4 separate regions of the Mus musculus genome follow, and all the other regions are linked to region 1. The links are chromatin contacts, called in public promoter capture Hi-C maps. All regions are on one chromosome and are shown on one strand. Each heading gives the region's core, a stretch centred on a gene start, on an enhancer-like site or on the middle of the called end of the contact. The rest is flanking DNA. Distances are from core to core; before and after follow the strand shown. Region 1 holds the start of Rasl11b (RAS-like, family 11, member B). Region 2 holds the start of Ppat (phosphoribosyl pyrophosphate amidotransferase). Region 3 holds the start of Aasdh (aminoadipate-semialdehyde dehydrogenase). Region 4 holds the start of Exoc1 (exocyst complex component 1).

Evidence for each region. Promoter capture Hi-C pulls out the DNA fragments that hold promoters and counts their contacts.
Region 2: a promoter capture Hi-C map of pre-B cells shows a contact between it and region 1. The contact joins the promoter of Ppat here to the promoter of Rasl11b in region 1. A contact is called at or near these places in 3 of 39 promoter capture datasets (hippocampal neurons, liver and pre-B cells).
Region 3: a contact with region 1 is called in a promoter capture Hi-C map of pre-B cells, with 3 times the contacts expected there. The contact joins the promoter of Aasdh here to the promoter of Rasl11b in region 1. A contact is called at or near these places in 3 of 39 promoter capture datasets (hippocampal neurons, liver and pre-B cells).
Region 4: a contact with region 1 is called in a promoter capture Hi-C map of pre-B cells, with 3 times the contacts expected there. The contact joins the promoter of Exoc1 here to the promoter of Rasl11b in region 1. A contact is called at or near these places in 2 of 39 promoter capture datasets (hippocampal neurons and pre-B cells) and 2 of 115 datasets of contacts at active chromatin or transcription factors (astrocytes and pro-B cells).

What each region holds. Positions count from the first base shown.
Region 1 is chr5:74,190,888-74,197,926 of GRCm38.p6, reverse strand. Rasl11b (RAS-like, family 11, member B) reads right to left here and starts at 2,601. Exons shown (of 4, transcript NM_026878.1): 1 at 2,337-2,601; 2 at 1,768-1,824; 3 at 584-660. The coding sequence starts at 2,475.
Region 2 is chr5:76,948,074-76,955,112 of GRCm38.p6, reverse strand. It overlaps Ppat (phosphoribosyl pyrophosphate amidotransferase), which reads left to right and starts at 3,535. Exons shown (of 11, transcript NM_172146.2): 1 at 3,535-4,156. The coding sequence starts at 4,029. It overlaps Paics (phosphoribosylaminoimidazole carboxylase, phosphoribosylaminoribosylaminoimidazole, succinocarboxamide synthetase), which reads right to left and starts at 3,811. Exons shown (of 9, transcript NM_025939.3): 1 at 3,278-3,811. The coding sequence starts at 3,293. It overlaps LOC115486295 (a long non-coding RNA gene), which reads left to right and starts at 4,163. Exons shown (of 2, transcript XR_003955939.1): 1 at 4,163-7,039.
Region 3 is chr5:76,901,867-76,908,905 of GRCm38.p6, reverse strand. Aasdh (aminoadipate-semialdehyde dehydrogenase) reads left to right here and starts at 3,430. Exons shown (of 16, transcript NM_173765.4): 1 at 3,430-3,483; 2 at 4,526-4,697; 3 at 6,721-6,988. The coding sequence starts at 6,759.
Region 4 is chr5:76,525,282-76,532,320 of GRCm38.p6, reverse strand. Exoc1 (exocyst complex component 1) reads right to left here and starts at 3,010. Exons shown (of 19, transcript NM_001289770.1): 1 at 2,859-3,010.

The DNA.
Region 1 (7,039 bases), core at 1,352-3,851:
TGGAGGGAATAAATAACAGGGCAGCTCACCACACTCAAGTGGAAAATGGACCTGCAGAGAACTCCACGCAGAGCGACTTTGTAGTTGCACAAAATGGGAAATTAACTGGCTAGACAGTAAGTCTGGGGAAGATAGGAGCTGGAAGCATTTAAACCTGGATAACTGCCCAGTTCAGGACGGGGAAGGGGGGAAAAAATCCTAGCAGAGCTCTTTTGTCTACAGAGAAACTTTCCACAACATAAAAGTGATTCCGGGTGTTGGAGACTGGGCCTGAATATTTGGGTTTTGATGCCAAAGGCACATAAATAAAAACCAAAGGAAGGAAGTACTGCCAATTCTAAGGGCTGGTTTGGTTCCCCCTGCTCCGGTGATTCCCCTCCTACAAGAGGGGCTCCCCTTCTTCTCCCAGCTCCCCAAACTGAACCGGGCCAAGGCTGACCTGCGGTCAGGTACAATTTAACTGTCAAACCACAAGTACCGTCTAGACCTGACTGCCCACATCTCGTGTCCCTTACACTTAAACAAGTGAGCAGTGCCTCAGCCGCCGGTGTCTGCTCTGGCCCTGTCAGCATCAGTGTCTCACCTGGATGCCCGGAGTGTCCTGGACCTGAATAGCCAGCGTTTCTCCTTCTATGTGAACTTGTCTTGTGTAGAGATTACCTATGAAGACAGAGAAAGGAGAGTGTGTTCCTCTTTCATGTGCAGCCTCGGGAAACATTATGGTTTGGGTTTTTGTTTGTTTGTTTGTTTGTTTTTAATGTACCACGACTTGCACCGATACACACAAGAGAAAGATGTGATTTACTTCTAGTTAATGCACTTAATTCAGATCTTGTTTAAAGGCCACGTGCAGTCTTAAGCCCCTGCTAGTAGATTATCAAATTTTATCAAAAGTAGGTCAAAGTTTGTGGGTTTTTAGAAACTTGCTGGTCTAATTTTAACTGAGTTTCCATATTTAGAGTAGTTCCACGGAGGAAAGTTTCTGGCTCAGTATACGCAGGGTTTCTGTTTTTATTTTATATTATCATTCTCTGAACAGTTATATTTTGCCCACAATAGCTTCATAAGCAAACACGGTTAGTAAATGCACAGTTAGCATCCCTCTTAGCATGAATATGTGCCATGATTCTGATCAGCTCTATATCAAAGCAGAAGGCCACCAGGTCTTATCTTGGGACAGCTTATATGGCTCATTTCAACTAAATCCCCAACTGGTACTTAATACAAGTCTACTAATTTAACCATACAGTCTACTTAGTTAAGCAATTTGCTCTCCCCCTGCTAGAATCATAGCAGCTACTTATTTGTCTTTGTTAAGGAAAGAACTTTAGGCTTACAACTCTTCTTTGGCCTTTGCTTTCAAAGGTCGCCCCTGAAAGGCAGCCAGCAGAGGGAGAGGGTGGGGGAGGAGCTTGCAGCTGGGTTTTTTGTTTGGTTGGGTATTTTTTTTTTTTATGACTTTTGCAGGCATGTTTTAAAGGACAAGGCCTTGGAGTACAAACGGTGCTTCCAACTGGGGTCCCTATAGTTAAAACATACCACAGGGAATACTTTCGGGCACTTGATAAAATGATGAATGCGCCAAGAATGGAATGAGGCCAGATGGCAGCTGGGGGGAGGGGGAAGGGGGAGGGGGAGGGGGCGTGCAGAATTGGAAGTAGCAGAATCTTGATGCTAAACACTGTCACTCTGAAGGAAGTGTCCTTAAAGGTACTGAGAAATGAGGGCGGCCATCCCAACAGGGTTGGTCTCCGTACGTTTCCTCACCTGCATTTCGTTCGTAGTCCCCGATGAATCGTTTAGTGAGGAATCGGACCACCAAAGCTGCAATTCAGAAAAGAAAACAGACTGTTAACCCACTAAGTTAGACGGTTCTCCACCCCACCCCCACCTGGAAAACAACTCTTCCAAAGAAAGTCACAGCCGGCCACCGAGGGCTCCTTGACCCTCTACCAGACACAAGGAGGTAGGAGTGAATTACAGCTCTGCCAGCAGGAAGGGTCTTGAGGCCCAGCCCCTCCGCGGAGCCCAGCTGGGCCACACCTAAGCCTTCCAGCAGGCAAACTTCTTCCTAACCTTACGGAACTCCTGGAGGGGTTACAATCACTAGCTCCCCCATTCCGCCCCAGATCCTGCCAAAAGCCCAAAGCCCCAAAGTTCTACTCTGGCCCGAAAGTCGGCGGGACGCTCTGGGCCCCAGTGACCCTCTTCGTTAAAGCAGAGACATGAAGAGGCAGAGGATCCCACTGCAACGCCCACCGTCTCTCAGTTCCAGTCCGAGCGGGGGTCTCCCACGTCCCGCCCCTCCACCAAGCGGGTTCCTCGCATGGACTCACCGGTCTTGCCCACGCCGCTGGCCCCTACCACGGCGATCTTAACGAGCCGGCGGCCCGCAGCCCCCAGGCAGCAGTCGGCAGCGGTGCTGCCTGGGGCGGGGTACTCTGCGATGGTACACATGTTCTGGATGAGGCGCATCGCCGCTACGGCCCGGCTGCACGGAGCGGGGAGGAAAGTCAGGACAGGAGACGGCTCGCGCTGCAAGGAGAGGAGGGTACCCCGTCGGAGGGCGCGCGGGCAGAAACTGGAAAGAACGGGAGAGCGCGACGAGAAGAGAGGCTCGGGGGTTCCGGATCGCGGCTGGGATGGCAGCCGCCGGGGCGCGGGTTTTCTCTGGCCCAGGCCCCGCCTCCATTCCAGCAGCCAATCCCCGAGCGCCCCGCTCGAGGCCCCGCCCACGGCCTGCACTACCAGGCTGCGCCCCCACAGGAGCCGAGAGCGAGTGCGGGGCCCCGTGAGATCCGAGGAAAACAGGGCGGCCGGCGCGAGGGTGGCAACGTGCGGGACCCAGCCGGCTCCCGCTGCGCTAGCACGCGGCCGCACCGGTGCCTGCGGGGTCACGGGGTCTCAGATCCGCGTGGGGGGATCTGGCCGTGTCTGCTGGGTCTCAGGTCCACGTGGGGGGAATCTGTCCTTGCCTTCATAGGAGACCTGGCGTGTCCGCGGGATCTCAGATCCGCGGTGGGTTTAGAAGCACCCACCCTTGTCTGCCAACCTCGCCGCTGGGCCTCCGTAGGTCAGTCCCTAGGCATTCTCTGAATTGGGTCCCAGGTCCCCTAACCTCTCTGACCACTGGCTTCTCCACCTCTGACCCCAAGGAACCTGCTGGGAGCCCCATAGGTCACTGCCCTGTTTGGCCCTGCCCTATGTTCTGCTCGTGCGCTCGACATCTTTGCACTGACTTGGCTACATTCAAAGTATTATCCTGGATTATACATTTTCCCCATCCTTGTATTCCTAAACAAAGGCACCCCTCCGTGACCCAAAATGTGGCGTTTGTCTTTGGGGCAAAATACCTATTTTGTTCTAGTTCTTGCCAACAGTGCAAGCCCACGAGAAGGCACACAACGTGGAAAGCAAGTACCGCACCCCGAGAGGCAAAGCCAGGCTAAAAGTCACTAGAACAAGCTTGCATGGCTAGCCCAGTCACGCCTCCTCCCAGATCTGTGAAAGGTAAGACAAGAAGTCAGTGCAGCTGTGGATTGGACTCACCGGGAGGCAGAGGGGCCCCACGGTTAGCCTAGTCATAAAGGTTAGTTAAAAGTGGCTTGTCGCCAAGGAAGATGAGGAGTCTAGCACTCATAAAAATACCAAGTACCCCCGTGTCCTCATCAGAGAAAATCACAGACAACTGCTGGCCAGATCCCAACTTCAGCAACCTACTTTATCTATCGCCACCAGCATGCCCTTACAACCCTCAGGGCCTTTTATCTTGGTGCCTAAGAGCAAAGCCTGTGGCATTTTGTACACCTTTATTGAAGGTAGAAAAGCAAAAGAAGCTGATTCCAGGCTCAACACACCGTTTCTTGTTTAATCACAGTCCATTCTGGGCTTCATTCACCAGGTAATAAGAATTTACCCTCCTACTCTGGTCAGACCGGGACAAACCCTGTATCTAGTAACAGTTTGAAGGGGTGAAGAAATCGGAGGGGAACTAGGAAGATTATGTAGACTTGCCTGGTTAAGTCTTCCAGGATGAACAACAGAATGGAGGGGGTGGGGTGGCAAACAGGCTGAGCAGTCACGGTAGTAAAAGTCTGCCTTCTAGGGAAAACACTGGACTGAAGCAAGATCAGACGTCTGAGTCTGGGACAAAGGGCATGGCCAATTTGCATCATGTCTTTCTGTGTGGTTTAAATCAAACTTGAGTTTTGCCGGTCTATAAAATCAAACTTAGCAAGGCTATAATTAAGGTACCGTGCACCTTTCAGCCCCCGGCCCTCTAGCCTGCAATTCTCTAGTGTTTACATGGGAAATAATTACGTAGTCTACAACATTTGTTCGGCTGCTTTTTGCACACACAGACCTGATAAAGATTCTCAAAGGGAATTTTGCCTTGAATCACTTTAGCGTCTGGTGTTTCATTTTCGTTACCATGGGACTAACCAGACCAGTGATTTTTCTGTCTGCATCATGAAGGCTGAATAGAGTATACTTACTTTAAGTCAAAATGAACTGGCTGTACTTAAAACACAGAGAGAAGTGGAGGAGGAAGGAAGGGAGAGAGAGAAGCAGAGAGAGAGAGAGAGAGAAAAGAAGGAGGAGGAGGAGGAGGAGGAGGAGGAGGAGGAGGAGGAGGAGGGGAAATGAGAAAAGGAACGGGTGTTACTTTAAAACCATCTACCCAGTAGCCCCCACCTGCATCTGGTTAACCTCAGATGATAACACTTAGTTATCACTTCTTGGAAACCCAAATTTGTAAGAAAAAAAAAGAGACCAAATTAGAGGGCAGATCAGGACAGGAGACATGATTATCTATTTTATTCCAGACTATAGGAAAGAAATTTCACTTTTTACATCTAAGGTTATGGAGAAAATGATCATGTAATCCCTTCACTCCGAAGCCAGAAGCAGGCTGACTCTGCTCTATGACTGACTATAAGGCAGACACTATCATTACTTCTAGGAGCCATTCCCCTGCTGCTCCATAAACCACCCCAAACTGGTTCACGGTCCTTGTCCAGACACAATGGCACCGTTCTTTCCTGGACTCTCTCCTGGTGAAAGATGGAAGTCAGATGACAGCTGAGTTAGGTTCTAACCTAACTCACGGTTCTGGCTGGCCATCCAGTATGGCTTCCTCATTCACACACATCTGCATTTCAATCAGAAAGGTGGGAAGAGCTGAGCATAACTCAAGCTGCTTCAGAACACAGTGACTTCTAAGAGGACACTCTGAAGACAGGAAGTAGAACCCCATCTCTTAAGGCTTGTACATGGAATCCAGCAAAGCTTTGCTCTATTATGTGCTAATGGCCCAGCACACAGAACTCACACAGATCCAAGTGTTCGGCAAGGCACATGGGTCCTACCTTTAGATGGAAATTGTGCTAAAGAATCTGAGAGCATCTTTTCTTTAAAAATGAGAGAACAAAGTTCCACACACATCCTCAAAAAGATCACTGGGCCCATGATGAACACAAACCACAAATTGGCAGGTGATCAATGATATTTAAAACCAACCAAATGAGGGCTGGGGAGATAGCTCTGTTGGTTAAATGCTTTGTGAGTAAGAAAGGAGACCCGAGTTCAATCCCATGTGAAAACAAAAGACAAACCCAGGCGCTGTGGCACACAGCTTCAGTCCAGGCCTTGGAGAGATGAAGACAGGGAACTCCATCTCGGGGCTTGCTGGCCAAACAGTCTAACAGAAACAGCTCTATGTTCAGTGAGAAAATTATGTCTAAAAATAAATGAGATAGGCAATAATTGAGAAAGACACTCAACATAGACTTCTGACCTCCACATGGTTGCTCAAACGTGTGTGTGTGTGTGTGTGTGTGTGTTCATTCACTTGCGCACTGGCACATAACCACACGCACCTGTATGTACATAAATATGTTGCATATATAAATAGCTTGATGATGTTTCGAAGTGATGTATACACACTCTCTCCCTCCCTCCCCTCCTCTCTCCCATGTCTATTTCTTAAGTAAACATAAGAGGATAGGAGATTAAAAAATAGGAGGGATGTGGGGGAGTAAAGACCGAAATATTTTGCTAAGTTGCGATTTCACCTCAGCATCTGGAGTTTCTAACACTCTCTTGGATCTTTAAAGTCAATCTTTGATCTGAGAGCTTTCAGAGATAATTTGGTGTCTGGAAGTGCTTAGGATCCCAGAATGTAAGTTTAATAAATATTAGTGTAGCATCTGGGCTGTGAGTACCTGTGAGTACCGCAGGCACTGTGTCAGAACTGGGACTTACTCGGGTGAGTGACTACGTTCAGTATGGAAAGCTGAGATGTGGCCAAGCAACTTCAGTACAGTGTGAGAAAACGACTTGACAAAAGAAACGTGGGTTTTGTAGGAGCACATAGTAGGACTAAAGACCTAGACTAGGAATAGGACCTAGTCAAGGAATAGCTGGGCTGGAGAGCAGCTGCACAGCTCTGTGTTGGATACCAGCCCACATGCATGTGTGTACATGTATGTGTAAGCATGTGGCAGGGGAAGGGGAGGCTGGCTAGGGAACGGGCATTTACCCCTAGACAGAGCAAACCAGTGAATATCTGTGGGCTGTGAACTAAAAGAACCAGGGCATAAGACAAGGGCTCGCTCCCAGTGAGGAGGACTAACCAAGGATCAGAGACTCCGCGCAGGGGAATCCCCAGGACTCCAGCACAGGCTGTGTAGAGGAAGAGAGGCTGACGTGCCCCCTGCTGTGCTCCCCTTCTCCCATGGGAACATGTCCATGGCAGCCAGAAGAGCACCGCTTTCCCCACATCACCAAGGGTTGCTCCCAAAATGGTGTGTGTCAAAGTATGGGGGCCTTTGCCAAGAGTTGTGGTTTTGTTTGATTATTTAGTTTGAGGCTTATTTTGACGCCACTACCTATGTGGATCCAGAAAATAGACACATATTTGACTGTTGTAAGTGAAACATGATGGAACACATTTTAAGAGAGAGAGAGAGAGAGAGAGAGAGAGAGAGGGAGGGAGAGAGAGAGACCACATACCCTGTTTTGCAATGTTATGGGATGG
Region 2 (7,039 bases), core at 2,286-4,785, 2.8 Mb before region 1:
TCTGCTAATCGTGGCCTAGGCCTGGAAGCTTCTAGCCTTTTGTACAATCTAATCATGGCCTAGAATGTTTTCAGCCTCCGAGGCTTACTGCTGAATAAGCTCACCTTTTCTAGTTCTCTCTGAGCTCTGGCTAGATGGTTCAACTCAGCTGCTCTGGCTCCAACTCATCTCCAGGCTGACCGATGCAATCTGGCTTTTCTCTCCTCTCCCAAATTGCTCTACTTGACATCAAACCTACTCTAGCAATCTGTTCTAATCTTCTGCTTTCTACTCATTCTTTGGCCGGTTTCGTTCTGCCTTCACCTTTGTCTAGCTTGTCTCTCTTCCACCTGTCACTGTACAACTGTGCCAGTGAAACTGCCTCCTTTTCTCTGCACTTCACCATAAGCAGCTTCCCCTTTTTCTCTCTTGTGAGAGTTATTTTGTCAAATCTTTCTGATTCATCAGATTGCCTGCCACTCAAATTAGACATCACTTTCAAACATGGCTGCTTCCTTCTACAAACTAACTTTACTGCTGTTTGGGATTAAAGATATGTGCCACGGGCTGACCTACATCACAACTAGAAACAGCACTCTTGAGTAAGTAACGCATCCTTGGGGTTCACAGTGTGATCAGGTATCTTGCAACACTCATCCTCAGTACTTTTCCAATGTATCTGTGTGCCAGGGCCTGTGGACAGAACAGCAAATGAAATCTAGTTTCTGCTCTCAGGGGACCTAAGTCTCGAAGGAAGCTGGCAATTGATAAGAAACTATAATAAAATACAAGGTAGAGACTATTCACAGCAGGCACACCCTACAGAGAAGTCGAGAATGAAGTAAAAGCTGAACAGACATGAAAAAAGATCAGACTTTAACAAGGGGTAATTGAAAGACCAAGCAGCCAAGGCAAGGTCAGCATGGCTAAGCACTTAGTGTTCCAGGACCGTGTAGCTTGGTAGTGATCAAGACACAACCAAATAGGCAAAAACAAAACCCCAAACTTAAAGAGCCGATCAGGTCACACCACCAGCTGGCACAGGAAGCAGTTAAGTGTCCAAGAAGAAAAATCAATGGCCTATCACTGGTGCAGTGTACGGAAAAATGGATGCAGGAGGCCAATTCCTTTCTTGGATCAAATTTTAGTTGGCCACAACTAAGTGAGATGACCTTTGGAGTGGACCAAACTGCATTTCTGGAACATCAGCTTTACAGCCTGTTACCTACAATATACTGACTCTTCCCCCCAAACTACCCAGAGATAGTTTTCTTCTCATCAGAAATCCCAATTTTTGGTAATATTAACTATACTGCTGTGAATGATTTGTTATGAAGCTTTCTTGTTTAAAACCATAAAAAGGGCATCTTGTAAAAACTAAATACACTGGGGCTGGAGAGATGGCTCAGCGGTTAAGAGCACTGACTACTCCTCCAGAGGTTCTGAGTTCAAATCCCAGCAACCACATGGTGGCTCACAACCATCTGTAATGAGATCTGATGCCCTCCTCTGGTGTGTCTGAAGACAGCTACAGTGTACTGATATATATATTAAATAAACCTTTAAAGAAAAAACAACCCGCCGAGCATGGTGGCTCACAGCTTTAATCCCAGCACTCAGGAGGCAGAGGCAAGTGGATTTCTGAGTTCAAGGCCAGCCTGGTCTATAAAGTGAGTTCCAGGACAGCCAGGGCTATACAGAGAAACCCTGTCTTGAAAACAAACAAACAAAACAAACAAACAACAACAACAACAAAAAACCCTAAATACACTATTCCAACCTACTTGCCTTTGGGTATCTAAGATTACAATTCTAATTAGCACTAAATAAATGTAATTTTTTTCCCTCAACTACGCTAAATTTGATTCTGGTTGACATTGGTGATAAATAACTTGTCTAATATTTCCACTATAGTTCAGTGAGGTAAAAGATGAATATAGCCATCTTCCTAACTTAATGTTTAGAAGAATTAACAAAGTTTAAAAAGCCCCTCATGGTCTAACTCCAGTTTTGAGCTGTAAATTTCCTTTCTGGAACTCTAACTTCCTTAATGTTTGTGTCCTCTTGAAAATCTCTATACTCAGCCTGACCCACTGTTGCCTTCTATCTAGTTCATTACTAACTCATTAGCTATGTAGATTTAACCCAAGAACCATTGGGCTGCTAAATACTAAAGAGCAACAGACACAAGATACTGATTTAATATGGGAGACACGAGTTTTAGTCAATACTTGATCCAAATTCAGTTCACAGCAGTTACACTGGGTGGCTCATGTGTACTCCTGCTTCAAGACAGGCCCTGGCTTCTGTGCATCTGTACTCAAGTGCACACAACCACGGATACAAAACCAACAAAGTAAAATAGAAGCCAGAGAGATTGCTCAGCAATTAAGAACACTCCGATGTTTTACAGTGCACCCAGGTCCAGTTCCCAGAATCTATAGGGTAGTTTACAGCCATTCAAAATTAAACTATAGATATGAACACCTTCTTCGGACCCTTGTCAGCACAGGGCCACATCAGATGTGGGGAAGAGGTTAGATTCTAAGATTTTTACTAGTTTAGAAGTACTGGCGCTGTGGATTGTCTCAGAAAAAGTCTGGCCCTAATTCCCAATTTTATGGAGCTGTACTACCTATAAACTTCAGGGTGGTTTTCATAGGTGGGAAAGAATGTTGGAGTGCCCACAGGATCTGCTTCCTTATTAATCTAGAAACTTGTGTTGTTCCAAGACAGTGTTTTGTTAGTGGATAAAGTAACTTTGCACTCTCCACACCCATATCCTAAGGGTGTTACTAGCCCACGCCCACAATCCCAAATTCCAGGGATTGCAAAGAAGCATCTGATCAAAAAATTTTGGACCTGTTTTCAAACACTTTAAACTACGAAACTTGCAGTAAAGGAGATTATTGGCATATTAACTTTACCAGAATAAACAAAAACCCTGATAGATTTTCTTGGTTGTTTATCTGCTTATTACAAGGTTTCTAGGCACTTGGTTAGTTTCTGGCCATTTCACCTTCAGAGTACTTTCCCACTCTGCTACTTTCCTTCCCGTCCCGGGGCCTTCTTTTGGCTATTTAAATAGGCTCTGGGTGCTTAAGAGTTTAACGCACGTCTTCCAGCGCCTGGACCATGTGTGCAGGCTCCGGGCCCCAGGCGCCGTCTTGGGGAACCCGATCAGGCACTTTGTCGGAAGGCCTGCATCCGACCTCGGGGCCGCACGTGTATGCGTCAAGCCTGCTAGCTCTCTGACGGAGGGCTGGGGGACCCTAGGGTCCGAAAGCAAGTTACTCACCTACGGCTGTCGCCATTATCCGAGGTGAACTAGAGGAGCAGACCGCGCGGGAAAAAAGGGCAGTGTTCTGGAAAACAAGGGCGACCACAGGATCAGAGGGCGGGAAAGGGAGGTGCAATATCAAGGACACGCCCTAGCCCCACAGCCCACCGGCGAACCCGAAGTACCGGGCTGGCTGTGCTTGGGGCTGGAGTCGTGTCCCCAGGCTTCCCGCCGCGCAGGCGCGCTGACGCGACCCCGCTTCCGGGCGGCCCCTCCCCGCAGGCAGCCAAAAAGTGGCGCGCATGCTGCAAGGCCCCCGCTGGCCGGAGAGGTTTCTGGGTTGGAGCGGACCAAGTCCTGACGGCCGGGGGACGGCGTGAGACCAGGGGGCACGAACGGCTCAGGTTTTCTGAGGGACCCACGCGATCAGCTGCGCCACTCTCATCACCTACTCCTTGGGCGCGGGAAAATAACGGAGCCTCCCACGTGCAGAGAAAGTAGCGATCCTGACCTCGGCCTCCTCCCCACCTCTTTGACTCCGTAGCCCCGCCCCTCTCTTTGCCCTAGCTGATTGGCGGAGAGCGGGAGGCAGAACTGGTCACGCCCCTTCTATGAAGCGCGCCGCCGCAGTAGCGAGAACCTAGCCCGCCCGGGAAGGAGGCAGTCAGTAGCGCGAGCCTCTTGAGGCGTTCGATAGCGGAGCGGACAGCTGGTTGGTGCTTGGACCACGCCGCGGCAGCAGGTCCCTCCACGTGCTTTCCGAGGCGCCATGGAGCTGGAGGAGTTGGGGATCCGCGAGGAATGTGGTGTGTTTGGGTGCATCGCTTCTGGAGACTGGCCCACGCAGCTAGATGTGCCGCATGTGATCACTCTGGGACTCGTGGGGCTACAGCACCGGTGAGCAACAGGATGGAGGGGTGGGGGTGGAATGGCAAGTATTTGCACAGTTCCACGAGCCGCTTCCCAGCTCTGTGCTACGGGGAACGCAAGACAATGAGGGTGGATCATGACTGGGAAGGGGGGATCAGGGCTAGGAGGGTGAATCTCGAGAATCAAGTCAAGTACCTACTCAGGATATTGACCAAGTGGGGGTGGGGTACACTTTGCCTGCATAGACTTTAACTTAGGCTGTCGCGTTGCTCCCGAGTGCTCTTTACAGGTTAGCTCCCAAGAATGTGCATCTCTCGTCGCGGGTTAGTTACTCTGGAGTTTGCTTTCACTAGCCAGGTTGGGAAGGGACCGTTCAGATCTCCTTGAAACTAGAACTGTTCTAGAGATAAGCTTCTGTAGGGTGGTGGTGCTGAAGGTCCTGCAACACTTGAAGGTTTTTCTATTTGTTGTTGTTTTGCACGGGGCCTCCTGCTTGCAAGAGCTTTGTTTGCAAGGGCAGAGCTACTGAGCAGATTTGTCAGCCTGAAAGCAGTTAGAGGTTTGGAGATCGTGAGTTTAAAAGTAGTTATAGCTATGAGAAATTGGGAGATGCCTTTGGGGCAAACAAAGAAAAAAAGACCTTTGCCTCCATAATTTGTTTCTTGACTTCACTGACAGTATTATGGAAATAATACAAACTAGGGTTTTGTCTCTCTTCAAAAACTATTCTATCACGGAGTTTTACAATACAGTAGCAACAATGTCTAGACCAGAGCTGGGCAGTAACCCTTTTTATCAATGTGGGTGCTACATGCATCACTAATGATTATTCTTACCAGACTTAGCCTAGAAGTTGTCCTTTTGCAGAGTCTTATTTGACATTCTACATACTCCGCATACATTTATTTAAAAAAAAGCATCTGGGGCCACCCTGTGGTGGCGCATGCCTTTAATCCCAGCAACTGGAAGGCAGGGGCAGGTGGATTTCTGAGTTCTGAGGCCAACCAGGTCTAAAGAGTGAGTTACAGGACAGCCCGGGCTATATATACAGAGAAACCCTGTCTTGAACCCCCCTCCCCCCAAAAAAATTGTTTTGAGAATGTGTGTATGTATATGGTGTAGGGGACTATGTTTTTTGTTGTTTTGTTTTGTTTTTTAAATTAGTTACAACTTGCTGGGTGCAGTGACTAGCTCAAAGCACTGGAGAGGTCTGCAGAGGCAAACTGATCTGGAGCTTTTGAGGCTACATAGCAAATCCTAGGCCTGCCATAGCTACAATGAGGCCCTGTCTCGATAAACAAACAAACTACAACTTATTCTTAGTGACTTGTCACTATGTTATTATGTTTCCTATACTTACTTTTTTTGTTTTGTTTGTTTTTTTGAGACAGTTTCTCTGTGACTGGCTGTCCTGGAACTGAGTTGGCCTTGAACTCAGAAATCCGCCTGCCTCTGCCTCCCCAGTGCTGGGATTAAAGGCGTGCGCCACCACTGACCAACCCTATACTTGCTTTTATATGAGAAAGCTATAAGATTAGATAAGGTAAGGACAATAAAGATAAGATGTGTTAGTGAATGGATTGTATTTTATAGTAGAGTTCATAATATCAGCCCTGGCAAACATAGCAAGACTAGTCTACCAAAAGAGATTGACTTTATTAGGATAACTTAACTAAACCAAGCAAGCCTTTGGTAGGAGACTAGTGTTGAAAATATGACTGTGGGTTGTTTTGTTTTTTTCTTTTTCTCTTTTTGTTTGTTTGTTTCTTTTTTTGTTGTTGTTGTTTTTGTTTATTGAGACAGGGTTTCTCTGTGTAGCCCTAGCTTTCCTGGAACTCACTCTGTAGACCAGGCTGGCCTTGTGCTCAGAAATCCACCCGCCTCTGCCTCCCAAACTCTAGGATTAAAGCCGTGTGCCACCCCTGCTGGGATTGTATTTTTCTTTTGAATAGCAGTGATAAGCTAGTTTCTTGGGAACAAACATGCTACCTAGCAACATAAGAATGCCATTAAGATTTGCTTAGATCTCAGTATAAATCCGGGCAATGCAACATTTTAAATTAGAGAGACTTCTTTATCTTTAGTAGAATTAGTTTTAACTGGGGAACCAGTAGAACACCATACCATGATGCTTAGGGAATATAATAAGTGCTTGTTACCCTAAAACAGTAGATCAGGGCCAAAGAAGGGTAAGAACACATTTTGAGGGGTGATGTGCTCAGGGTGGCACAGGGGCCTCACATGGAGTAAGCACACACTGTCTACCAAGTAACACCCAAGAACTAATGAACTAATGAATGTATACTGCACTGATGAATGTAAACATGGGAATATTAAAACCTGAAACCTAGAGAGGTGATCATAGGTGAGTATATAGTAGCATTATAGACACCAACCTGGAGAAACCAATGCAGAGAGGTGTGGCTTATTGTAGAAGCCTCCATTTTTCACATCTCACATGAAGATGCACTCATATAAGAGTCATAAAAATCACCAGATACTGTGTGGGCTTAGACATCGGGTCTAGTCATTTGCAGAGTTCTGAACAAAGTAGGCTTCTCCAATCACACACTTTGATCTTTAAATCACCATCACATCTTATGGAGCACAGAGCAGTTTGGACCTATTTATTTAAAATTCCTCTTTAAAAAGGAATTACTAGACACATCCCATGAACCAGCCGCCTGAAGGTTCTTTGTGTAGTGTGGATATGGCTTATTCTCCAAAGGTGGGCATGGGGGCAGTGTTACTCAGTGTGGCAATACTCTAGTGGTATCTTCAGAGATGGAGTTTATAGGAAGCTGAGCGGTTGGGCATTGTGGATTAACAGTGGTCTCACTAAGTTAGCTCTCAGATAGCAAGCTGCTATAAAAGGGTGAGCCTGACCCTGGAATTCTAGCTATGCTCTCT
Region 3 (7,039 bases), core at 2,181-4,680, 2.7 Mb before region 1:
TCCTCACTCCTGCGCTTGAGAACCTGTTGACTGACTGAGCAGGCTTGGTTAAAATAAAATAAAATAGGAACGGATGATTATGGATTATTACACTCTAGAAAAGTGTCTTTAACATGAGATAGCTCAAAACCAGTAGGAAGAAAAGAAGCAACTGGGAAGGAAAGGGGAAAGCACAAATTACTGAAGGTAGGTGTCTTAATCAGGGTTTCTACTCCTGCACAAACATCATGACCAAGAGGGGAGGAAAGGGTTTATTCAGCTTACAACTTCTAAAGTGCTGTTCATCACCAAAGGAAGTCAGGACTGGAACTCAAGCAGGTCAGGAAGCAGGAGCTGATGAGAGGTCATGTTCCTTACTGGCTTGCTTCCCCTGGCTTGCTCAGCTTGCTTTCTTAACCAAAGACTACCAGCCCAGGGATGCCACCATCCACAGGGGGCCCTCAAGCCTTGATCACTAATTGAGAAAATGCCTTACAGCTGGATCTCATGGAGGCACTTCCCCAACTGAAGCCCTTTCTCTGTGACAGATGGGGAAAGAGGCCATGGATAATCACCATGGCTTCTTCATTCAGAACGAAAGCCTAGTGGCCTTTTCCACTCTACTGACGTGCCCATGGTCAGTCCTGGACATGTCTCTGCTTGTGTGAAGCTTATTTGTTGGAGTTGGCCAATCCAAAATGAGAGGGGGACCCACCCTGTACCACTAAAAATATTTAAATGTTCAGTGAGAGTGGGTGAGGGGGACTTGGTTTTGAAAATCCCCTCTTCACTAGTGAGAGAATGTATATACTCTGTATATACTTTGGCTTTTAATAAAAGATGTTTGCTGTGATTCATTTCCAGTCTTTTAAATTCTTGGGAAATCACTGGGAAAAAAAAACTAAACCAAGCTAAGATCCCTAGATAGAAACTCTTGTGCTAATAGAAAGAAGCTTTGGGTCTGATACAGGCCTATAATCCTGCACTTGGGAGGCTAAGGCAGGAGGTTCTTGAACTTCCAGGTCAACATGGCAATATTGAGAAGAAAATCAAACTACGCTGGAATCAGACATCTGAAGGATGAGGTGTTATGGGTTGGGTTAACGAGTTAAAGAATTCCTTAAATAAAGCCGTGACATACTGAAAGTATTGGAAAAAGCAGTTCACAATGAAAATCTTTTTAAAGTGTAAATTTCAGGCCCTGACTGGAAAAGCTTGACCGCCTACAGGGATAAGGAATTGGGATTCCCCTTTAAAATCAGCCCAGGCCGTTCTGATGTCGTTGACCAGAGACTGGAACAACAGAGCATCGAGTTGAACAGGAGGCTAAAAGGAGAGGTCCACTGGGCAGGTAAAAGACGGTGTTCTGGCTGGGCTAGATAGTTGGCTTAGTGGTTAAGAGCACGGACTGCTCTTCTGAAGATCCTGAGTTCAAATCCCAGAAACCACATGGTGGCTCACTACCATCTGTAATGAGATCTGATGCCCTGATCTGGTGTGTCTGAAGACAGCTACAGTGTACTTAGATATAATAATAAATAAATCTTTTTTTTTTAAAAAAAAAGACGGTGTTCTTTCTAGAGAGAGAAAAGTCAAGTGTGCTGGCTAGTTCTTTGTCAGCCTGACCCAAGCTAGAGTCATGCGGAAAGAGGGAACCTCAACTGAGAAAACACTTCGTCGCATTGGGCATTCTTCTTGCTGCATGACTGATGTGGGCAATGACACCCCTGGGCAGGTGGGCTGCTCTTCCAGAGGGCCCAGGTTTAATTCTCAGTATCCACAGGGTGACTCAACAATTAACTCTGGTTCTAGACAACCTAGTAAGATCATTTTGTGGCCTTGCTCCAGGCACCATGTGTTGCATAAACATGCACTTAAAAGACCTATACACATAAAACAATTTTTAAAAAGGAAAGAAAGAAAAGCAAGCTAAGCAAACCAGTAACCACCATTATTCCAGTCTCTGATTCAGGCCTTGAGTTCCTGTCCTGACTTGTGATAGTGATAGTGCTTTGATAAATCTTGGTTCCCCCAAGTTGCTTTTGGTCATGTTTTATCACAGCAATAGAAAGCTAAGAGAACAAATACAACACTTAAAAAGGTGTTTGGCGAGGCCCATAGTACACAGGAAAATGTGGTTTTCAAACAGGTATTTCCTGCACTGTTTGGAGGGACAGATGAGAAGGCAGATCTGATTCCATGACAGGCTTCAAATTAGCAGTTTAGGAGACTAGGCCTAAGGTCAGGCAAATCAGTTACTAGAAGAAGAAGAAAAAAAAAGGCTTCAGGCAGTTAGTCAGAACTGCCCTGATATCTGAGACTGCCTGGCCACCTAGCCTGAGGTAAGGACAATGGGTCAGCAACAGTTTCCAGACTTCCTCTACAAAGATTTCTAGACTTCCCAGTAACAATGCCTAGAGATAAGTAAGATAAAGCTCTCCTACCCTGGAATTCCAATGTGCTTTCAATGGAGCCTGCGAGCTCATTTGCTTTTACTCTGTGTCTTTGTAATGGGGACGACCCCACCATGCTGAGCTACAGAATAAAACACACTTTGTGTTTACATACTATTTGAGTCCAGGGTGTCATTCTTCATGGACCCTTACAAGCTTCTGTTTTCCAGCAGATAAGGACACACTCCTTTGTTTTTTAAGGCACTGTATGTAGATAGTGCTTAGCCACTTCCACCTCTCCCCCCAACAGGAACCAAGACAAAAATCCCATCTTTCCTCTCTGCGAGGGCACAGTAACTCACCACAGTGGTGACCCTTCCCATTTATTGTAATAATTGTGCCATCGGAAAAACACACATCCAGGCATACAGTGGCTTTAGGGACTGCTGTTGACCTCAGACAGGCCTGGGTTTCCTCATAGGGAAGTGTTGTAAATAGCTGCAAACGCCAGTTAGGAGTTTCATTCTGACAGGGGGCTTCCCTGGCATACTTCACCGCTGCCATGACGGTCGCAACCAATCTTGAGTATGTTCCCAGAAGGTGTGGAGGGGATAAGCCAAATTTACTCGCCAATTAGGCGGTGATTACTTCACTTCAGCCTTTGGGATATTTCTACCCGCACTTTAAGGAACGAGGAGACTCCGGGTCTCGGAGATATGGCTCTGCTGTCAAGGAAGCTCACTGGCCATCCAGAGGTCCCTTCTAGGTCTCCAGCACCCATGTGGTGGCTCACAACCACCTGGGACTATGCTCCAGGGAATCATCGGCCCCTGCAGGCACACGGAACACTCAAATTCACGCAGACGCACAGGCATGTTGCCTGAAGCGTCACCTTCAGCGGCAGGGCTGAATCCGCACGGACCAAACCCGTTGGGCCAAACGCGGCGGAGACCTGTGCGCCACGTCTGGGCGGAGCCCCGTAGGCGAGAGCCCGCCCCCCGACGCTGGAGTGACGTCACGGGCGCCCGAAGATGACGCAGAGGTCCGTTTTACGGCTGCTGAGCGTCTGCGGCTGGGCTAGGAAGTGCACGCCACGCGCTGTCGTGAGAAGGTGGGGCGGGAGAGCGCGGGCGACCCGGGGAGACTTTGTGAGCTGCCGGACCCCAGCTTGGAGCGGCTGTGTGGGTCACCTCGGTCACCTGCTGCGCCACCTCTTAGCGTGGTTCCGAGAGCCAACGAGAGGCTTTTGTGATTGTAATTAAGGTGGCTGCGTGAGAAGTATAAGATGCAGACGGATAATTTACCTATATATATAATGCCCAGTATAGGGAGAACCCTTAAGATCAGGATCTGTTGGTGATTAAATGGCTTTATTTACAGTTGTACATTACCGAGCTGCTAATCTTAAGGCTATAACACGAAATTTGCTTGCTAGGTCATCCCTTTTCATGGCTCACTTGTTTTTCTTTCCTTTTCTTTTTTTTTTTTTTAATTTAAAATTGTGCGTGTGTGCGCGTGCAGCATGGTGAAGAAACAAAAAGGACCTTTCGGAAGTGGGTTCTCTCCTTCCATTATGTGAGTCCCGTGATCACACTTAGGTTTTCTGGTGTGATGGCAAGTTAGTTTCTCCACTGACCCATCTCGATGGCCCAAGTCAGTCTGAAGGGAGGGGAGGGGGACAAAGACAGGGACAGAGACATAAAATTCAATGGCTGACATGAATATCTGGACAAGACTGAATTTTGCCACTGGGAGCTTTTAAATTCAAAGTAGAAAAACTCCTTAATTATAGATTTTGTGTGGTGAGTTTTGTAGCTAGTTATAAAAATGACATTTTAAGAACTAAGTTATAGCCGGGCGTGTTGGCGCACGCCTTTGATCCCAGCACTCAGGAGGCAGAGGCAAGCAGATTTCTGAGTTCGAGGCCAGCCTGATCTACAAAGTGAGTTCCAGGACAGCAAGGGCTACAGAGAAACCCTGTCTCGAAAAAACAAAACAAACAAAAAAAACCTAAGTTATAGTCTTGTTATTCTACTGCTGTGAATTATGTTAGTAGATTATATTTTCTTGTGAGAAAATAGCAGTTACACGTGCTTGCTTTTTAGAGAAAAGGCAGCTTTTAAACAGACTTTTTTTTTTTTTTTTAATTTTAGGTATAGCAGTGTTTTACCTGCATGTATGTAAGTGCACCATGTTCGTGCCTGGTGTCTTCAAAGGCTGTGGGATCAGCCAGAACTGGAACTATGGACTGTATTGAGCTCCCCAGTTGGGTGCTGGTATGGAATCTGTGTCTTCTGAAAGAACAAGGACGGTTTAACTCCTGAGGTACATCCCCAGGTTCAAACTAGATTTTTGTAAAAATATGTATAATACATTAATGTGGAAAATTGGGCGCTTAACAAAATTTATTTGGGTATTCTGTGGTCTTCTGTAGGCAAAAATAGCAGGAGATACTCTACTGCAATAGCCTTTTTTTTTTCTTTTTCTTTCTTTCTTTTTCTTTTCTTCTCTTTTTTTTTTTTTTTTTTTTTTTAAAGATTTATTTATTTATTAGATGTAAGTACACTGTAGTTGTCTTCAGACACTCCAGAAGAGGGCATCAGATCTTGTTACAGATGGTTGTGAGCCACCATGTGGTTGCTGGGATTTGAACTCCGGACCTTCGGAAGAGCAGTCGGGTGCTCTTACCCACTGAGCCATCTCACCAGCCCCTTTTTTTTTTTTGAGACAGGTTTCTCTGTGTAGCCCTGGCTGTCCTGGAACTCACTTTGTAGACCAGACCAGGCTAGCCTCGAACTCAGAAATCTGTCTGCCTCTGCCTCCCGAGTGCTGGGACTAAAGGTGTGTGCCACCACGCCTGGCTACACTTATATCCCAAAATAAACTCATCCCCTATATCCTGTAGAACATACTATATGTAGATCATATGATTTGTTTAATGGCCATTTGTGGAAAATCATCTTTTGTGTACATAAAAGTTAGATTTATGGAAATATTTGTTTAAAAATACCCTAAGTATCAAAATAGTCTTGTTCTTTAAAATTTAATAGTTAGGAATCACATTTCAGTTTTTTTGTATCCTTTTTTGACTTTATGGGTTTAAGAAGGCCTTTTCTTTAACTCAGTTGGATAGTAATTAAATGACAAATTGAAGAGTAATTCTATTCTGAATCAGTAAGTAAACCGCTTAAGTATGAACAGGTAAAGAATTGGAATAATATGACACTTGATAAATCTTATTTTTCTCTGATATATGTTAATAGGATTCAGAGGAAAGTCTCCTTTGCCTTCAAGGAAACTAGGAGTTACCATATTTTTGTTAGCATTGATCCCTAGTGGTTTTTTTGTTTGCAGTTTTTTTGAGACAGAATCTCTGTGTGTAACCCTGGCTGTTCAGGTACTCTTTATATAGACCAGGTTGGTCTTACAGAGGTCCACCTGCCTCTGCTGGGATTAAAGGTGTGCTCCATCATGCCTGTTTTGTTTTGTTTTGTTTTTTTTGGGGGGGGGTTCTTTTTTTTTTTCTTTTATGTGAATGTCACATCCTTCCCACATATTTAAGTGTGATCCAGTGTTCATTGACTGTTGTCAAATTGCTTTTTTTTAATGTCATTGCTTTCAGCAAAGTTGCCACAGGTATTTTGTAAGTTTAGAGCTTCAGTTATATATCTATGCTACAGATTTTGTTTGTTTTAGTGACACAACGTACTGCTGTTACCAAAGGTACAATAGGAGATCATTTATTCTGAGCCAAATATGAGTGATCAGGTTTCAGGACCACAGATTTAGGTTACCCTAAAAATCATATCCCAAGGTAGAAGCAGGTCTATGAACTTGTACAGTTGAAAGACAAAGGACAGTAAAATATCAAGGCTTTTCAAATACATTGGTGAGAATTAGGTGGATTCCAGCAAATCAAGGGAAGTTTTCTTATAGGTTTGGGGTGGGATCAGATGATGTTTGTAGCTCTGGGCGTGGTGGGAGCTAAGGTGCTTATCCTCACAGATGCTTCAGGTGACAGCCACAAGGACATTGGGTGGACACAGGTAGGCAGTAAGCCTGCTTTCAGGAGAATCCAAGGTAGTTGATCTTTGAGTATGCAATATCCCCAATACCTAGTCTCCCGCACTTTCACCAGTCAGCTGTGCAGAACCTTAAATAGACAGCTCTTATCTGGGCACTTCCTTTCAGTTCATTGTTTTGCAATGCTGGGGACTGGACTCGGGTACACTGGCAAACGATCTGTCACTGACCTAGTTACCCAGCTGATGGTCATTTTTGCTAGTAGACAAGTTCCCTCCTCACCTCCTGACAACTCCCCTAACGTTTGACTTTTCTTTCTGTGTAGATTTCTCAGCCACCAATGTTTAGACAAACCTCAATAAAATGACTCTTCAGGAGTTGGTGCTTCGGACTGCCTCTGTCTATATGGATAGAACAGCTGTATGTTTTGACGAAGGCAATAACCAGCCTCCAGTGTGCTATTCCTACAAGGCTCTGTTGAGCGCGGCTTCAGAATTATCCCATTTTCTGATAGCACACTGTGACTTTGGAGGAATTCGGGAAATTGGTCTCTATTGTCAACCTGGGATAAACTTACCCTCCTGGATTTTAGGGTAATATTTCTAGTATAAACTGATATTACTCTAAACCAATTTAATAGTTTT
Region 4 (7,039 bases), core at 1,761-4,260, 2.3 Mb before region 1:
TTGGTGGAATGCCAATCTGGTGAGACACCATGTCCAAGAAAAGGGGTATGAATGGTACACTGAAGAACACCATGTGCAGTTGCCCTTGGGTTTTTGCAAAGATGCATACCAGAAACCCCAAATATTCCATACCATTATCCACCTGGGAAATGCGACTGAAATCCACAGTGAGATAGCTACTGCTTTCAACTGTTGGGAGAGCTAAAATCCCAATGGACACACAGCAGCACTGATGAAGGAAACTCCCACACAGCTGGGAGGATCACAAATGGTTCGGAGGCTTTAGAAAACAGTCCGGCACTTTCTTCTACAAGTCAAGCATGCAACTACCATTATGAGCCAGCCCCCATCATACACTAACTTTAAAAATGCCCTTCAGCTAGATCTTTTTGGAGGCATCTTCTCAACTGAGGTTCCCTTTCAGATGACTCTAGCTTGTGCCACAATGACCTAAAACTAGCCAGCACGCCTGTATTACTCAGGGGTTCTCTTCCTGCACAAACATCAGACAAAGAAGCAAGTTGGGGAGGAAAGGGTTTATTCAGCTTATACTTCCAAATTGCTGTTGATCACGAAAGGAAGTCAGGACTGGAACTCAAGCAAGTCCGGAAGCAGGAGCTGATGCAGAGGCCATGGAGGGATGTTACTTACTGGCTTGCTTAGCTTACCTTCTTATAGAACCCAAGACTACCAGCCCAGGGATGGCACCACCCACAATGGGCCCTCCCATCCTTGATCACTAATTGAGAAAATGCCTTACAGCTGGATCTCACGGAGGCATTTCCCCAACTGAAGCTCCTTTCTCTGTGATAACTCCAGCCTGTGTCAAGATGACACCCAAACCCAGCCAGTACAATGCCCCTTAATATGTCCTAGGGCCCGGATGTGACATTAAAGCTCTACTCCATCTTACGCTATGGAAACTGTCTCTGGGCTTTGTTCACTGTTTCCCTTTTTCTCAAATTCTTGTCACTGCAAATTCCAACTTGCCCTCAAGGATTCTGATAACACACTGCCTCTTCTTTGAAGCCTTCTCTCCTAGAAAAACTCCTCTTCTGTCCCCATCTTACCTCTGCTGACTACAGCTCTTCCAACCTGTGTTTTATAGCTAGCGCCGTCTAGCCTCTACTACTCCGAAAAGTAGTTCTCTGTTGGCAAGAACCTTATCTTATCCATCTTTATATTCCTAGCATTTGCCGAGAGGCACACAGTGCACACTCAGTAAACATTTTAGGGAATACTGTCCCACTCAATAACAGACCAGGGATCGCTCCCTCAGAGTTACCTCTTTCCAACTTTCGCATCTGTAAGAGAATACCCAGATTCAAACTCTACTGTAATTGATTGCTTCCTCCATGCCAACGTGAAATCTGTGAGCATATCCTGTAACTTCTTCATCTACATATCCTATCCCTCTCCCCCACAACTTGCTGCCAACACAGCCACCAAGACTTACTGCCTTTAAGTAATAGCACCCGTTATCTCTTTCTTTTTTCTTTAGGCTTCTACAAGTTCCCTGAAAAACTAGTAAATAACTTTAAAGCAGTTCTCATTCTACCACACACCTGGTCAACAGCAACCCAGCTTTCTCAAGACATGCCTTGCACTCAGAACACTCTGTTCTTTCTTTGCTTAAGCACTTTCCCATGCAGGGCATACCACTATCTTTTCCTTATTCAAACCTACATTTCTCCATTTGTATTTAGTTGACTCAATGAAAGTCTCAATCCACACGGCTCTTTTCATGTAAATGTATAGAGCCCTTACTGTATTTACGAGGCAAATGCTTGCTATCTAATGGGGACATGAGTGTCATCTCCTAGATCTCCACAGCCATCTCTTGAGTAGTAGGAGGAGGAGGGGTGCTCTATCACAGGTTTGTGTGTTGGGTACTCACTAACAAGCTCTTGGCGTAACCTGCTTGATTGCAATAGTAAAAGCTGGCCAAAAGAACCATTAGCAATGGCCAATATTCACCATAGTACATGGTAAACGGTAAAAACAGCAGAGGGCTGGTCATAACTCATGAAGGAATTAGACATAAGCATTGCTACTATATTGCTATATTATATTGCTAATATAAATATTGCTATTCACTAAGTGCCAGGCAGCACTCTGGGGTATAATGGAGAATCTTTAAGACATGAACGGGTTGACGTAGCATTGTGATAGTCAGTCTTCTTTGGATCTAGAGATGAATTCTCCAGTGTTTATACTGAACTTTACATTATGCCAGTATTATTAATAGTGGCCTTCACAACTATTTCCCAGGTCTAAAAACCACGCCCATATTCTGGGTTCTCTTTAGATCTTCGCCTTCTAAAACCTCAAGGCTGCCCGTTACAGAGGCAGCTAACCTCGGTTCATTGTGTACATACATACTTCCTTCAGCTTAATAGGGCCATCGTTACACTGTGTGTCCATGCTAGTGCCTTAGTGGGTTGGGCCCATGTACTGCAGTGACATCTCAACTCGGAGACATGTCATCCAGAAAAAAAAACTGTTCAGAGGCTGGGCAATGCACTTAGAAGATTTATAAGGACATGTTATATTGATTCGGACCAGCAGAAGCCCAGGTCACGTCTTTCTCTTCCAGGCCACGCTAGTAGGACAAAAATGAAATCTGTCCCGGATGGGCGGAACTGTGGACAGAGACTTGGCTGCCTCCCGGCTCCGCCTTTTCCCAGAGCCCCGGACAGCACCGGCTAAGGAAGGACGCAGCCCGGGTTCTGCAGCCCCGAAGTGGAGCAGGGTGGGTGGGCCGGGTCACTGGGGAGTGGCCGACCCGGCGCGGATGCAACACTGCCTCCACTTAGGCTACCACCTCCAAGACCGCAGGTCCCCGGCCGGAAGCTTACCGCGAGGCCAGCCGGCCGGCCGAGGTTGGTGCTCCAAGACGGACTCAGGAAGGGCGCCGGCAGCAATAGCAGCTTTGAAGCACTTTTCATTGAACAGGGAAAAGCAGCGGCCAGAACCCGCCACTTCCCGTATCCGGTCACGTGTCTCTCTGCACCGGAAGTTGACCCTGTGGAGCCGGAAATGGAGACAGTAGAGGAAAAACAGATTGGCCAATGGACTTGGAGGAGGCGGAACAGCGCTTTGATGGATGGGGCAGAGGCGGACTGTGGGCGTGGAAAAGACAGGGGCGGGGCTTGCAAGCACATAGGCCAGTGATTCTCAACCTGCGGGTCAAACGACCCCTTCCTTCATAGTGGTCATATAGCAGATATCCAATATATCAGATATTTGCATTACAATTGATAACAGTAGCAAAATTACAGTTTTAAAGTAGAAATTAAATAATTTAATAGTTGGGACCCACTGCAACATGAGGAAAGGTATTAAAAGGTTGCAGCATTAGGAATGTTGAGAACTGTTAGCATAGGCTGATTTGAGGAGTTGATAATGGTGATGTTTCCTTTTTGTAGACGTACCCATTCTAATATTTGTAGCAACTCATTTGAGAGCGCATTAAATGTTCTCTCCTGTGCATATGTAAAACCCTGCTAACTAGATTCTTGGAAGAACTTTAGTGAGTTAAGTCAGATTCTCTGGGATAGATGTCACTAGTACCCTTAAGTTCTGGACACTTAATTCCCATAAACAGCTTTGGTCATTTACCCACTTCATACTCTACCCTGACTGCACAGACCTTCTTCTTGGGTGTTTTTTTAGAAACTTCACCCATGCCACCTCACATCAGATACTGAAATAGAATCTTTGTTTTAAAGGTGATGCTTGCTTGTTTCAGTGTGAGAAACATAAATGATGCCGAGAGTTCGAGCTATAAGACAAGTGATTCATTTAGGCCGCATCCCTGGCAGGGATTGAGTGCTGCAAATTTTGATTTCCAGGTTAAAAAATAAAAATTAAAAAAAGCCATTCAATTTTTTTATACTGAAGGAGTTCGCAATGAGGTAGGACTAGAAAAGGTGATTGCGAAGTTAGGATAACATACTCTACCAGGATGGTTTTCTTTCTTCTTTTTTTCTTTGCTGTTTTTTTTCCATTTATTTATTTACTTTGCATGTGGATCTTAGCCTACCCCTCCTTCCAATTCTCACCCTCCTTCCCAGCCTCTCCCTCATTCTCTGCTTCCCTTCTCTTCTGAGAAGGGGTGGGGTGGAGACCTTCTTGGATACCAACCCACCCTGTGACATCAAGTCACTGCAGGACTAGGCACATAGGATGAATTTTTTGTTGTTGTTGTTGTTTTGTTTTTCGAGACAGGGTTTCTCTGTGTAGCCCTGGCTGTCCTGGAGCTCACTTTGTAGACCAAGCTGGCCTCGAACTCAGAAATCCACCTGCCTCTTCCTCCCAAGTGCTGGGATTAAAGGTGTGCACCACCACCGCTCGGCATGAATTTCTTAAGAATATGACAGATGAGCTGTGCACAGTATTTGCACCGTTTATCTTAAGATAAAATTTTGGGAGACCTAGGAGAAATAATGAATAGGGACATGTTTGTTGCTACAATGATCAGCTTCTAGTCGGGGTTACTTGAGATGACTCTCACAGGATCTAGTTCTATATATTTGGATAGACTTCCCTGGTGTTTCCTCCTGAGCTCCAGAATGTTTGCCTTGGACATCTTAGCTGACAATTCCATTTGGGTGTTTTTGTTGTCATTTGGTCTTCCATTTTGTTCTTCCCCCCAACCCCCTGTACCTATGTTACAGCTCTCCTCACAGTTGAGAAGTGAGTGGTATTCCAGAAGGCTAGACTCTTCTGAACTCCTGAACTCCAGATTTTTGTATCCACTTCTCTGCCTCTGATATTTCTGTTTGGATAACTGAACAGCAATAATAATAATGATTATATAATATTTATATTAAATTATATTATATCTATACTCATCTGCTCATGCCCTCAGTTGGGTTTTAAATCTCTACACACATCACTTCAAAATGATGCCCAGACATGATGGCGATGGGCTAAACCTCTCAACCTGTAAGCAAGTTCCAGCTAAATGTCTTCCTTTATGAGAGTTGCTGTGGTCACGGTGTCTCTTCCCAGCAATGGGACACTGAGTGATCCAGGAGTGTCCGTGGATTCTGTAGTTCTGCCTTCAGCCTGAGGGTGCTGAGAAAGGATTTGTAGATTGGAGTAATGATGATTGGTGATGCTATAGTGTTGATGATTGTGGATATTGGCTGAATTAATGAGAGATAAAAACATCTTACTTCAGGCCACTTCTTCCTTTATATAAAATTGAATAATAAAGTGTGTTGATACAAGCTCTGCTGAAAGGAAAGATTCCCTGGGTATACTGAGTATTCCTAAGAGCTATCCCCAAGTGAGAGTGACATGCACTAGGAATTCAATGTTACTGACCAGTTAGTGTGATGTGTCAACCTATCTATGAGGCAGATCAAATCCTTCATTATGTATTTGGTAGACATAAAGAACTCCTATGTGGCTAGGGAAGTGAGTTGCAGAAGAGATACCAAAATGATGTCTTGAAAGTAAATGATGGGGGGGGAGTCTGAACTATCCATTCTTGAAATTATGTGTGTTTCCTGAACCTGGTCGACTTTTCTATTCCATTTTCATACTTCAACAGGTTGTTTCTAAAACTGCACCGGGGAACTGGTGGAACTAATAATATATCCACCTCATGAGAGATGACCCTTGTTTTCCCAGTAGAGAATTGTTCCCTGCTTCAGAAAGCATGTCTTGCAGAGCAGTGAGGACCTGTGTGACAACTCTTACTGTGGTTTTCTGGAGATTTCACAAGGTGCTTCTAGCCATCATAGATCCCAAGCCTTCAGATCTGTTGGGGCAAAAGGTTGGGTAGTAGGGCAACTTGTATGAGATCCCTTCTGGGCAACATACTTTGCATTAAGTTCATTCTGTCATTATTCTGGGAAAGAATCCAGTCACTCTTCTTTATTCTTGACAGAGTGAGTTCATTCTGACCCTCCCGCTTTACCATCCTTCTGACTCTCAGAACCCATTCAGCACTGTTCTGGCATCTTAGCCACATCTAGGAAGCACAATGGCTGTGTGTTAAAATTTACTCCTCCCGTCCTTGCCAAAACATTGAATGGCAAGTCGGCTGATGTCATCTGCTTCCTCTGGCCAGCCTTACACCTGTATTTATTTTTCTGACTTCATACTTTCATACATTCCACTTGTTCATATTGGCACATATTAGCCCATTTTTGCAGTATCCTTTGAGTTAGCATAGTTTGGTGAGTATCAACCTCAGGTGATTTTCAGTCCTTGAGGGACATTTGACAATGTTTTGAGACATTTTTGGTTGTCATTACTGAAAGAGGTCTGCTGACATCTAGTGGATACAAGCCAGAGTTGGTGGTGAACGATCTATAACATTAAAGATAGCCCTTCACAGCAAAGAACTATCCATTGCAAAAGGTCCCAGTTGTTAGAAGGGAGGAACCTTTGCTGTAGCTTTCTCTAGAGCAGGGCTTGCTGTTTCTCACAAAGGCTGGGCTGGGATAACTTGATTATGGAATCGAGGCAACAAGGAAGAAACGTGATAGGAACGGGAAGTGAAGGAGATAGAGTTATACTTTGAAGCAAGTTTCTTTGCGATGTTTCAAGACATGGGGAGACTGTTCTTCAGTGTCAAAAGGAGAGAGACATCGAAGTAGAGAAAATTCTGAGAGTTTAAGAGTGTGAAATATGACAGGAAAAGTATGGGCTCAGGACTCCAAGACCAAGTTCTCAGCACAAAGGAGATGTATTTATCCCAGAGGGACAGAGGACAGGGATAAGAGACAAACACAGGAGATAGACGATGAGGGAGAGGAGGAAGGGACAAAGGAGACTGAGGAGGGGTATTTGTCTCAGAATGGAAAGGAGGCAGAGTGCATGGGACATAGTGGCTTCTAAAGGTAAAGGGGAAACCTCCTGTTAGAACGAGGTGTTTAATTTTAATTGGGCATGTTAATTAGAGGAGCCAAGAGAGGCTTTTGATGGCTGGACTTCAATATTTTGATAGCTGTGTCTTGGTAGTCAGCCTTAGAAGGAGGAGGAAGTGGCCAAATAAGGAAATAGACCTTGGTGGCTAGCT